2 separate regions of the Drosophila melanogaster genome follow, and region 1 is linked to region 2. A link is a contact called in public Hi-C data. All regions are on one chromosome and are shown on one strand. The core of a region is the stretch at or near the end of the contact, and the rest is flanking DNA. Distances in the headings are between cores, read along the strand shown.

Region 1 (5,264 bases), core at 130-2,629, 73 kb after region 2:
AGACAGCCCTGACTTTTGCCAGCCATCAAACGCATTTCAAACTAAACTGTGTACACCTACATATTTATATTTATTTTTGATTTTTTATCGGTTTTTATATATTGTATTAAAACAAATGGAAAAAGAAAAAATACAAAAACGTAACAAAAGAAAAGAACTTCCGCTTTTAATTGTGGGGATTGATTTAGAAGGTGTTTCAAAAGTTCATTAACTCATGCCCTTAAAAACCGTTACTGTTATATGGCGTTGCCAGAATTGAAAAATATTTATGTATGATACATCTTCAGCTGTAGGTTTTATGAACGCTAGAGGTCGCACATGTGCCAATGTAAAAGTCGTTTGTAAACAAATTGCCTAAAGCGCAGAGTTTCTTAACGGAAAGTTATGCTTTCTTAAATTTTAAAAAACAACTAAGCTGAAGAAGACAAGTAAACAAGAAAACAATACACAGTAAGCAAGAAAAAAAATTCTTTTTGCCACGGTTTTTATTCTAACAATTAACAATTAACAATTTTCTGCCCGTTTTCCTCGTGTATAACGTATGGAAAACCGTAGCATTAATAACAATTATACAATGGAAAATCGCATTATTGATTTCCTGTGACTTCCTTGTCTACCTCTTCAATTTCATCATCATCTACCTTTGACCCAATAGCTTCTTCATTTGCAAATTCTGAAAGTTCTTTCTCCTGGTTGTCCAACTCATCCTCCAATGTTTCCAAGTCCTCATAGGTGTCTCCATTACCTTCGTCCAAAGCAGGTAAATTCAAGCTAGCCATTGAGTTCTCCACAGATGTAAGGCGGTCCAAGAGGGTCTTCAGGCGCTTGTCGATAGACTGGAGGGCTACAAGGCTCCCTTTGGTTTTCTCTTCAGTCTTTGTTAATAGCCCGAGGTCATGTAGACTTTTTTTCGGTTTCTCCGGAGACTCCGGGGAAAGCATATCTAAAATTTTTTTTTATTTCTTCTATGATGGGAATAATTTTAGAGACTGTCAATGATCGATGTATACCTTACTTCTATATTGTCAAAATAGTTAATATTAATGACTGGCCTCCTAGATTACCAAAATTGATAAATAAATACTTATTTTATGAGTATTGATTGATTATGACTTTGAGGCGCATATATTCAGAATACAGTTCTATCTAGCTGTATGCATATATTAGAATAAGTGACCAATTTTGGTATCAATTTTTTTCCATGTACCAAAAATACTCATTCATTCATATGACCGGCAAGTGGGAGAGCGTGGAAACTCCGAGATCGTGGCCAAGCGCAAAGGTCTCGAGATCTCAGGCGACGCTCCATCCGTCGGAATATCTGGCCTGATGGCTCTCTGTGTATCTTTGGGTGCGCGGGGAGCTTGTGGTGGCTTTTTCAGTGAGCGCGCGATCGGCGTACGGTAAACAACAACTGCTGCCAACGCAACGTGAAAAATGAACTGCGGCAAAGAAAATTTCGAAACGTAAACCTGGAGCGCCCCTCTGTGCACACGAAAATATATCTGTGAGATGCGCGAATGCGAATCTTGATGCATTGCAAAAATTTTGAATTTAAATAATTACGCAAGGCGCGGCACACGTGAGTGCGGTCGTGAAATGAAATGAAATGAAAAGTGGGCGAAGCGAAAGTGGAAATTGACGTCAATTTTCCTGTGATCACTGTGATTGTGATGAGTAACCAATTATAAACAAGTGAAAGACGACAAATAGATAAGGCTATCAGCAATCTTTCGGTTCGGTATCGTTCATCCGCAGTTCCGCGTAAGTTTCATTAGGCAAAACACTAAAATTTCATAAACAAACATTTGAAATGAGAAAACTTTTTGGTTCTCCGGCCAAAGCAACGTTTGACTTTTAAAGTCAACGTCTTCTTCTAAGCTCTTTTCTTTTCATCTTTTATTTGCCCCCTTGCGCTTTCAGCTGTTCGATGGAAACCAGTTTGCCATAGACTAGCTAGCTAATGTTTCTAACGATATTTGCTTTTTGGGCCGCATCAAACCGCTGAATGTTTAGACTTCTAACTGCAACTGTTGCTGCTGGCTGAAGGTTGTTGTGTCTTACACAGTTAGGCGCACAATTAACTGACTGCGGAGCAACAGTAGTCAGCTGTGTAATCTTCTAGGGATGACTAAAAATAAACACAAGTAATTGCTAAAATAAAGAATGGAAACAAAGTTAGCACCTTCTCAAATTTATCATAGCCTGAGTATATAAAGCCAGTTGTTTCGTCGGAAAGATTTTTAGACGTATTAACATATATGTACTTGCGGTTTCTTTCAATCTAACAATATTTAGGAAGGACTCATTTAAAGGTATAAATGGTTGGATTTTATATATAACGTGGTCAACTTTATCGTATATTTAGGTTTTTGATTAAAATTTATCATGCTCTCATAACGCATAATTGAAAGGCTATTACGGGGTTTTTCAATAAAAAAAAATATAAGCAAAAAATTCGCTCATGCGAATTTGTACCACATAGCAGAGCAAGGTTTCGATCCTCGGACCTCTGGGTTATGGGCCCAGCACGCTTCCACTGCGCCACTCTGCTTGCTTGAGGCCAACAGGCCATTGAGTCGATGTAATTACAAAGGACACTTTGTTACCAATAAAAGTAAAATAGAAATGCGCTTCACAGTACAGCGTTCTAACTACTGTATGTACGCATTAACTGTTCAGTTGTTGAAACTGTATACACATTCACTGTACGATTAAAGCGTATTCTTATAGTAATACATGAACACTGCTTTGTGGATGAGCAACAACAGAGCTGTTAAGAAAGCAGTGCACTGTAAAGGGTCACAAATGTATATTCGTCGGTAACGAGGTGTTCCACTTCTCGTTTGTAATTAACTAGCCTTGAGGTCCAGTACTTCAAGCAAGCAGAGTGGCGCAGTGGAAGCGTGCTGGGCCCATAACCCAGAGGTCCGAGGATCGAAACCTTGCTCTGCTATGTGGTACAATTCGCATGAGCGAATTTTTTTATTGCGAAATTTCGATGTTTATATTTGTACATAAAATGCATTTTTGCAATTAGTAAAGAAATTTCCTAGCCAAATATAAGACGCACTGATTAAGGGATTTCTAACCTACTGCATTGTTTATCTTTATTCAGTTGTTTTAGTATAAAAGTACAAAATATGACCTAAACTACTAAGGGATTAACTACAGACTAAGGCGAAGAATTGTCCACCGCTTTGAGCACTCTCTTTATGATATTAGTAATCCTCATCGCAGAAACAACCGTCTCGCGAGTTCTCCACAATCCAGTCCAGATATTTCGTGACTCGGGTATACACTCCTGGATAATTGGGTCTAGCACAACCGTTACCCCAAGATACTATTCCAATCTGTTCGAATCGCTTGTCATCTGGGCGAAGACGTACCAGTGGACCACCAGAATCACCCTGACAACTGTCCCGCCCACCAACGCCTGGATAGCCCGAGCACATCATGTTCTTAGTGATCATTTTCTGGGTGTAGTTCGTTTGGGCGACACATTCGTCGTTGTCGAGAACGGGAACTTCAACCTCCTGCAGTAAACAGGAGGGTTTTCCATCTTCCTTGAGGGTTCCCCAGCCCGTTGCAATAGCCTTTGTGCCCACAAATAGATCCTGGCGCTGTTCCACCCGTGGCAGGCAGATTGGCCGTATAAAACTGGTGATCGGCACTCTATCGTTCAGACGTAGTAGGGCTATATCATTGTCGAAGTTCGAGAAGCTGAACTTTTGGCTAAAGGCGCGGAGCACGAAGCGCGTTTCCGGGCGCTCCTTGTCATTGCAACGATCGTGCTCCCCGAAGGTCACTTTGATCATGAACCACATGAATCCCTTAACGCAGTGCGCCGCCGTCAGCACGTAGCGATCGTTGATTAGTGTGCCGCCGCAGTAGAACCTATTGAAGTAGCTCAGACGCGCCATCCATGGATACTCGCTGACGCCGGTCGTCGTACCGCCCACAATCCTGGACTCGTCATTGCGCTCTCCGCACCTGTCGATAGATAAAGAATATTACAACGTGAATAACTAAAGTCAGTTTCTAATTAATATTTATATTTTCACTGTAATTCAACTGCTATCTCATTAGTAACAACATTTACGAAGTTTATGCCTTTCGCGAGAAGAAAAAAATGGATTGGGTCAAGGGTGACGGGCCTCTCTCCCGATCGGCAAGTTCAGAGTTCAGCAACCCCGACATAAAGAAAGTGTCAAAGTGCCTTGTGGACGTACATAAAATAAATGAGCGATTTTTGCAGATTTAATGGCTGCCAGCTGCGTTACATTAAACAGGTTTTTTTTATTACCCGTGGTAAACAAGAGAACACCGCTTGCAGCCAAAATAAAAATATTCCACCAAGTGGGAAAGGACGCGTAACAAGTTATCTCTCTTCTTTATATCTTTTTATTTATTTTGGCCACATAATCAATCGATCCGGCCGCAACAAGTATTTGGGATTCAGATTTTGTGTATGTTTAATCGTGTCATTGCCCCAAAATGGTGGTCTGGTCGAGAGGCGTCCCGAAACAAAGAAGCAAAATGTGCGACAACGACCCACTTCGGAGACGGCCAAGACAGGCCGAGACGGCCAAACAGGCCAAAACGGCCAAAAGACGAAGAAAACGTCGACGGCATTCCCCTGCCTCCCGCGCAGACAGACATTAATGTGACATGACGCATTGAAGATACGCCTTTTACAGTATCTGCCGTACTCATCTGTCTCTGCTGGGTGTATAAACACACACACGTTCTCGAAAGCCAAACAGAGACTGTTATCAAATCGTATGCAAATCAGTTTCTTTTCTTCTTTCACATGCAAAAAAAAAAAGTAAAATTTATATATAGAAATAAAACGGGTTTAGGTATTCATTAACAAAGATTAGAACGGTTGCGACTATCGATTCCAAGTAAATTTATAGCATTCAGAGCTTTTCCAAATATATAAATCGGGGGAATTTATTTGGTAAATAACTATGCAGCTTGGAGCTATAAGAATCTTTAGAGGTCCCTTTTTTGGGACCTAATCTATTCGGAGCCTCCGGAATTGATTTTTATGTCCCTTAAGAACCCACTGCCTTTGTTTTCATTTTTACAGTCGACTCTATTAATACCCTGGGGTGTTTACCTATGCCAAAAGCCAAAGTTGAATTCCCAATTGGTAATGCAATTTGTTTAATGGCCACACAAGAATGCACTCCGAATGCAATTCTACAGAGGGAACTCGGCTTCGAGGTCAAGCCGGGAATTGGCTTTTGGAAACGGGT
Region 2 (5,284 bases), core at 1,809-4,308:
TCGCGCAATTTGTTCTCAGCCAGCCAATTTTTCTGCCCACTCATGGCGAACTCAAACACACAATACGGAATTTGTTCGAATTAATTAAAGACCATTAAATAATTTGTCAAAGAATGAGTTACGTTTCTGGTGACCGAATCGTTTAAAGAAAAACCCAAATAAACGAATCAAATCACATAAACGCCCTCGTTAAAAATAATTAAAAATGTTATGGCAAATTGTCATCACCCTGTCAACCGCGCCCCCTCCTTTCAAACCACTGTCATGTCACACAATTGGTCTACATTTGAGTGAAAAAGTACAAAAAATGCGACGCAGAGTGGCTGAAAAACCAAATCATTTTAGTGAAACGACAGCGTCACAGATTCAGATCCCCTCCACCATTTATTTTCCATATAGACCACGTTTTTTGTGTGTCATTTTGATTTAATTACAAACAATTTGACAACTAATTGCTGCAAATTTTAACGTTAAAACGCGTATCTCATTACGTTATGTGGTAATTTTGCAATTGGATATTATAACCATTTTGGGTTTCGTAGAAAACGGTGTGCTCAATATCCAAAATTGCCCTGATTAGGTAAAGCGACCAGGGGGCGTAATGACAGGGGGGTTGTGGGCTGGGGAATGGCTTTTATTGAATCATGGAATCATATGGAATCATGCCAAACCGGATTCGTAAACAAAACAACAATTTTCGGTCGTTTTTGTTCGACGAGATTGCCTTTTTATTTTTCTGTTTGGTTTGCGAAACGAGTTTTTGAAGCATTTAAAATATATCTCTTTTTTTCTTTGGCTTTTTGAGTTCGGTGCATACAAAATATCTATTGATTCGTGTCTGATACATATGTACATATATACACATATTTCAGTGTTGCATAATGACTAGGTGCATTGAATTGGGAGAGACAATTGTAAATAAACAGGTAGCGTATTATTATTTCATTTTTATTATGCAATTAAGTTTAATAGTTATGCGTTCAAATTAGAGCAAAGTTCTTCAGCATTAAGCAACACATATAGCAACTTTTTGGAAAGCGCTTAAATTTAAATGGAATATTTTGATTTTTCCAAATTTAGATTTATGTCAATAAAATTGTAAAAACAAGAACCATTGTTTATGTATTTTATTTTATGCATTATTAAAATGTGTGTTTTAACAAACATCTTTAAGAAGTTCGAAATTTATTAAAAGTCCCCAAATCATGGCCTTATACACTTTCTTCCTTAATATAATTGGTATAAAATAACAGGGTATAATATATAATAAACCCAACCCATATTAAATCCATTCCTTTACTCACCTCCTGTTAAAGCACTTAGACCCGCCGATGTCACCGGCGGTGGTTTGGAGAGGATGGTATCGATGCCGTGCGGATTGGGTGCACCCTGGCTGTTGGTGTTCGTAGTCGTGGTGGAGGACGACGATGAGCTGCCACCGGATCCGCGATCACTGATCAAATGCGAATTCGGGCTGTGGCTATAGGACAAGCCATTTGCCGACGCCGACGATCCACCGACTCCTTGACCCTTCATTTCCGTGGTCATCGAGTGAAGAGCGGCCAGCGGGGGACCGAGAAAACTCAGTGGGAGCTTGTGGTCCATGTGGTTATTGTTGTTGTGACATCCGGGGTTTCCGGCATGGTTGGCATTGTGCAAAGCCAGTGGGTTCACTCCATGATGGTGCTGGAACTTTGCCCTCTGGCTGCTGAGATTCTCGGGACTGTAGTCGTTCTGGCCCTGCGGCGGTGGACTGGCGGATTCGCTGGTCTGGCATGGATCCTCCGCTCCGCTGCTCCTCTGGCTCAAGGCATACGACTTGGCACTGTCCACACCGGGACTGGAATTGTGTTCGTATCGCGGAGATGGCGAGGAGTCAGAATGGAGTCTAGAAGAGGCGGGTGGCGGTGTCGTCGATGGCGAGTCCGAATCCTTGAGACCTCCGCCATGTGCCGCCTTTAGCAACATTAGCGGACTGCTGTTGTTGTTGTTACTGCTATTATTGTTATTATTATTATTGTTGTTGGCATAAACGGCCGCTGCCGCCGCTGCACTGTGGTAATCGGCCAACTGTTGTTGATAGTCCGCCGCCGCCATCGCATGGGCATGGACATCCGCGAAGCCATTGCTCATGGCCGCCGCCAAATGATGACGTTGAGCCGCCGACGGGGGACTTCCCTGGGCGGCGGCCGCAAAACTATGATGGCGCATATACGGATTTATCAGATCCATCTCGGGCGCTTCGTGGCCGTAGTCCAGGCACTCCGGGTGCTGCTGCGGTGGTGCTCGGTAAAATGCCGGCGGAAGGGCCAAGTTAAAGGCGGAATTGGCGGACAGCTGGAAGCTCTGGGCCAGCTGCTTGGCCGCCACCTTGGCGTCTGGCGGTGGAGGCGTGGGCGAGGGATTGCTGCTGCCACCCGCCGGCGTAATGCTCAGGAATGGACTACCCAGCTTGGGATCGGTCTACGGATAGGTATTCACGCGGAGAAGATCGAATCTTAACGATTTAGGCTTTTCAGTTTGGTTATAAATAGTATTTAAGCAATAGCAGCTTTTTGTTCAAATATTTTTGATTAATTACTTCTATGTAATTAAGACCAAAAAAATTATTTAAGGGGATATCCTGCTTTATGCTTATAAAACTTATTGAGTTCCTTAATAATTTTTTGGAAATTTTGTTTAACTACGTATTTTGCTTGAATTGTTTTCAATTATAATGTCAGCACTTCAGTTTCCGATGTACGCAGTATTTATATTTATATAGGGTTTTTAATATTTTCCGATCACGATACGATTAAAACACGTAAATCTATATATTCAAGATCAAATGATCAAATGATCTTGAATCCTTTTTAGCACAAGCACGAAACCGATTTTGTCAAACGGTTGAGCACGAAAACGTTTATTGTTCAAATCGTTCTTAGATTTTAAGAAACTACACTTGGCATAATCGATTTGAACGAGATCAGGCTATATGGGTAACTCCGTGGCCGGAAAATATCGTAGTGAATGAAGACCCGCGCGTGTCCGCTTGTTTAGGCCTACGACTAACGAATGATTTCGAAATTGACTCGACTGGCCCTCAGTCGCACAATCTCAGTTTCAATTTCAGTTTCGGTTTTTGGTTGGGGGTACGGCTTTCAACCCTCCGCATTCCGATTCCACTTCCACTCGCAGCATCATCTCTAGAGCGCGCGAGGGAGAGAGTCGTATATGGTTGTCTTGCTCCCCCATATCGATGTGTCTCTTTCTCGCCCACAAGAGTGTTCCACAATCAGTGTAAACATGAAATGCAGACTGGAACGCAGTGGCATTGGCACAAAACGAATGGGAATTTTATTATGTACATCATTAAAATCAACTATTTCGGATTCGGATTGGAGCCTGGGACTGAAACGGGAACTTATCCTGGCACTCTTGGTGTGCTTTGTCTCGCTTGCACCACCATCTGTCCTTTTCTGGCCAACTGTTTCCTTGAGGCTGAGTGCATTTTCATGGCTTTTTCCCTGGGTCGCTGGATTGTGGGTGGCCTTTTTGTCGACTGCGAATTCCGTTTATTTGTTTAAAAAGCTATAAATATTGAGACGAAGCTGGCAGCTTTTTTCGTTGGACTTATTCATTTAAATAATTAAAAATTGCGCTGGCGATAAATGAGAGCTATAAATGTAAACGAGAAACTATAGGTTAAAGTAGAAGTATTTCAACACTTTTTTTAAATGTTTGTTTGTAATTAATTTAATACAAAATTCTGTACTTAAGTAATATAACATAAATATGTGAAATGTTATTAATTCGCGAACTGTAAAGAATATGCCTATATAGTTTTATTTTTTAATTACTCTATATTTTAAGGATTTTTTTTAACCATATACCAAAGACACCTTTTTCTAGATTATCTTATAAATTATTTTCAGAAATGTGAGTCCCAGCACAGCATACCAACATATATATGTATGTATCACGTTTTGTACCGCTCACACTTTCATCACCGAACTGAATTAATACGCTAATTAACATTTTAATATTATTATGTGCCCGTCGGTGGGCCGGAGGATTGTTAACCCACCGACGGCCAACGAATTATATTTATGTTTATCTATATAAAAATACCGCTGTTGCTGGTGTTACACACACACACACATACTCTGACAGGCAGACGGGTGGTCCACATACAAATACAAAAATGCGCTTCATTTAATAATAAACTACACACAATTTTAATTTACTCAGACAAAACGGTGAGATCTCATAGGAATGAAATGGGATGTGGAATAGAGGGCAAGGCCACGCCCACTAAAATGAGAAAGGGAGAGAGAACTTGGACCGCCATTGTGAATGAATGTGAGTGAAAGTATGAAGGAGCGAATTCACTCAACCGTTGAGTGAGTATCTCTATCTTTTGCTGGTCATTTCCACCACAGCTTGTTGATTTTCGACTGTGTTCTTTATTTAATTGACTTTGCCGACCCATAAAAATGAAGACCTTAAATACTCCTGGAAGCCTTACCCATCCATTCGTCTCTCCTTTCGTAGTTCGTCTAAGCAGCCCTCATCTTTTGCTTTGATCTGAAACAATTCCCCATAAATTTATGCGTGGCAGAAAACATGTCATAGAATTTTCTTTCATCGTAGTTAACAGATCTTTAACGAAAAATATTGAAAAATTTACACTTTAAATTTTAAGGTTGCCTGTAAGCATTCAGCTTTAATATAAAAACTATTGAATTTGTTTAAAAACGAAAAAGTTAATTGTAAGATTTATATTATCAATATAAGTCGTTTGTCACTACATTTTTTTTAAGACAACTTTAAATACAAGAAAAACATAATAATACATACCCTTAAGAAAAAAAATAATATTTTATAAATTCATAACTAAATCCATCAAGTCTTTTTTACAGTATATTTACAGTGTTCATAAATTTCGGCCCCACAAAAAATCTAACAAGACACTAAAAACTTGGTTAAAGATAACAAAACTACACAAGCCCTAACTGTGATTGATTTATTGTTTTATTGTGCTAAAAAAGAGAAAATGAAAGAACTGAGATGGAAGCTGAGGAGCAAATTTAAAATTTACAATACCGATAAGCAGAGAATTGAAAACACTATTAAATGCCTACAGTTGGTCTCAAACTCGGTTCACATCTTTTGAGCAAGGCTGCGCTGGGTAATTAATAAATAATTTGTGAGATTTTTATTTTCTTTCACATGTTGGCCCTAAAATCTGAGCTCAACTGAGCCGAACTGAAAGGTAAATAGCCATGGCTAATGTCTTGGATTC

Evidence for each region. A called contact is a pair of places that touch in the nucleus more often than the background predicts.
Region 1: a contact with region 2 is called in a Hi-C map of the Kc167 cell line, with 2.0 times the contacts expected there. A contact is called at or near these places in 3 of 107 Hi-C or Micro-C datasets (the Clone 8 cell line, the Kc167 cell line and the S2 cell line).

What each region holds. Positions count from the first base shown.
Region 1 is chr3L:14,671,460-14,676,723 of dm6, forward strand. It overlaps ome (omega), which reads left to right and starts at 1,380. Exons shown (of 10, transcript NM_001144483.2): 1 at 1,380-1,764. dlp (dally-like) reads left to right here. Exons shown (of 8, transcript NM_206353.2): 8 at 1-150. It overlaps CG43121, which reads right to left and starts at 978. Exons shown (of 1, transcript NM_001259829.2): 1 at 476-978. The coding sequence starts at 941. The coding sequence ends at 588. It overlaps tRNA:iMet-CAT-1-4 (transfer RNA:initiator Methionine-CAT 1-4), which reads right to left and starts at 2,554; the gene lies at 2,483-2,554. It also overlaps CG4914 and tRNA:iMet-CAT-1-5.
Region 2 is chr3L:14,596,482-14,601,765 of dm6, forward strand. It overlaps HGTX (HGTX,), which reads right to left and starts at 3,059. Exons shown (of 4, transcript NM_144357.3): 1 at 1,305-3,059. The coding sequence starts at 2,232.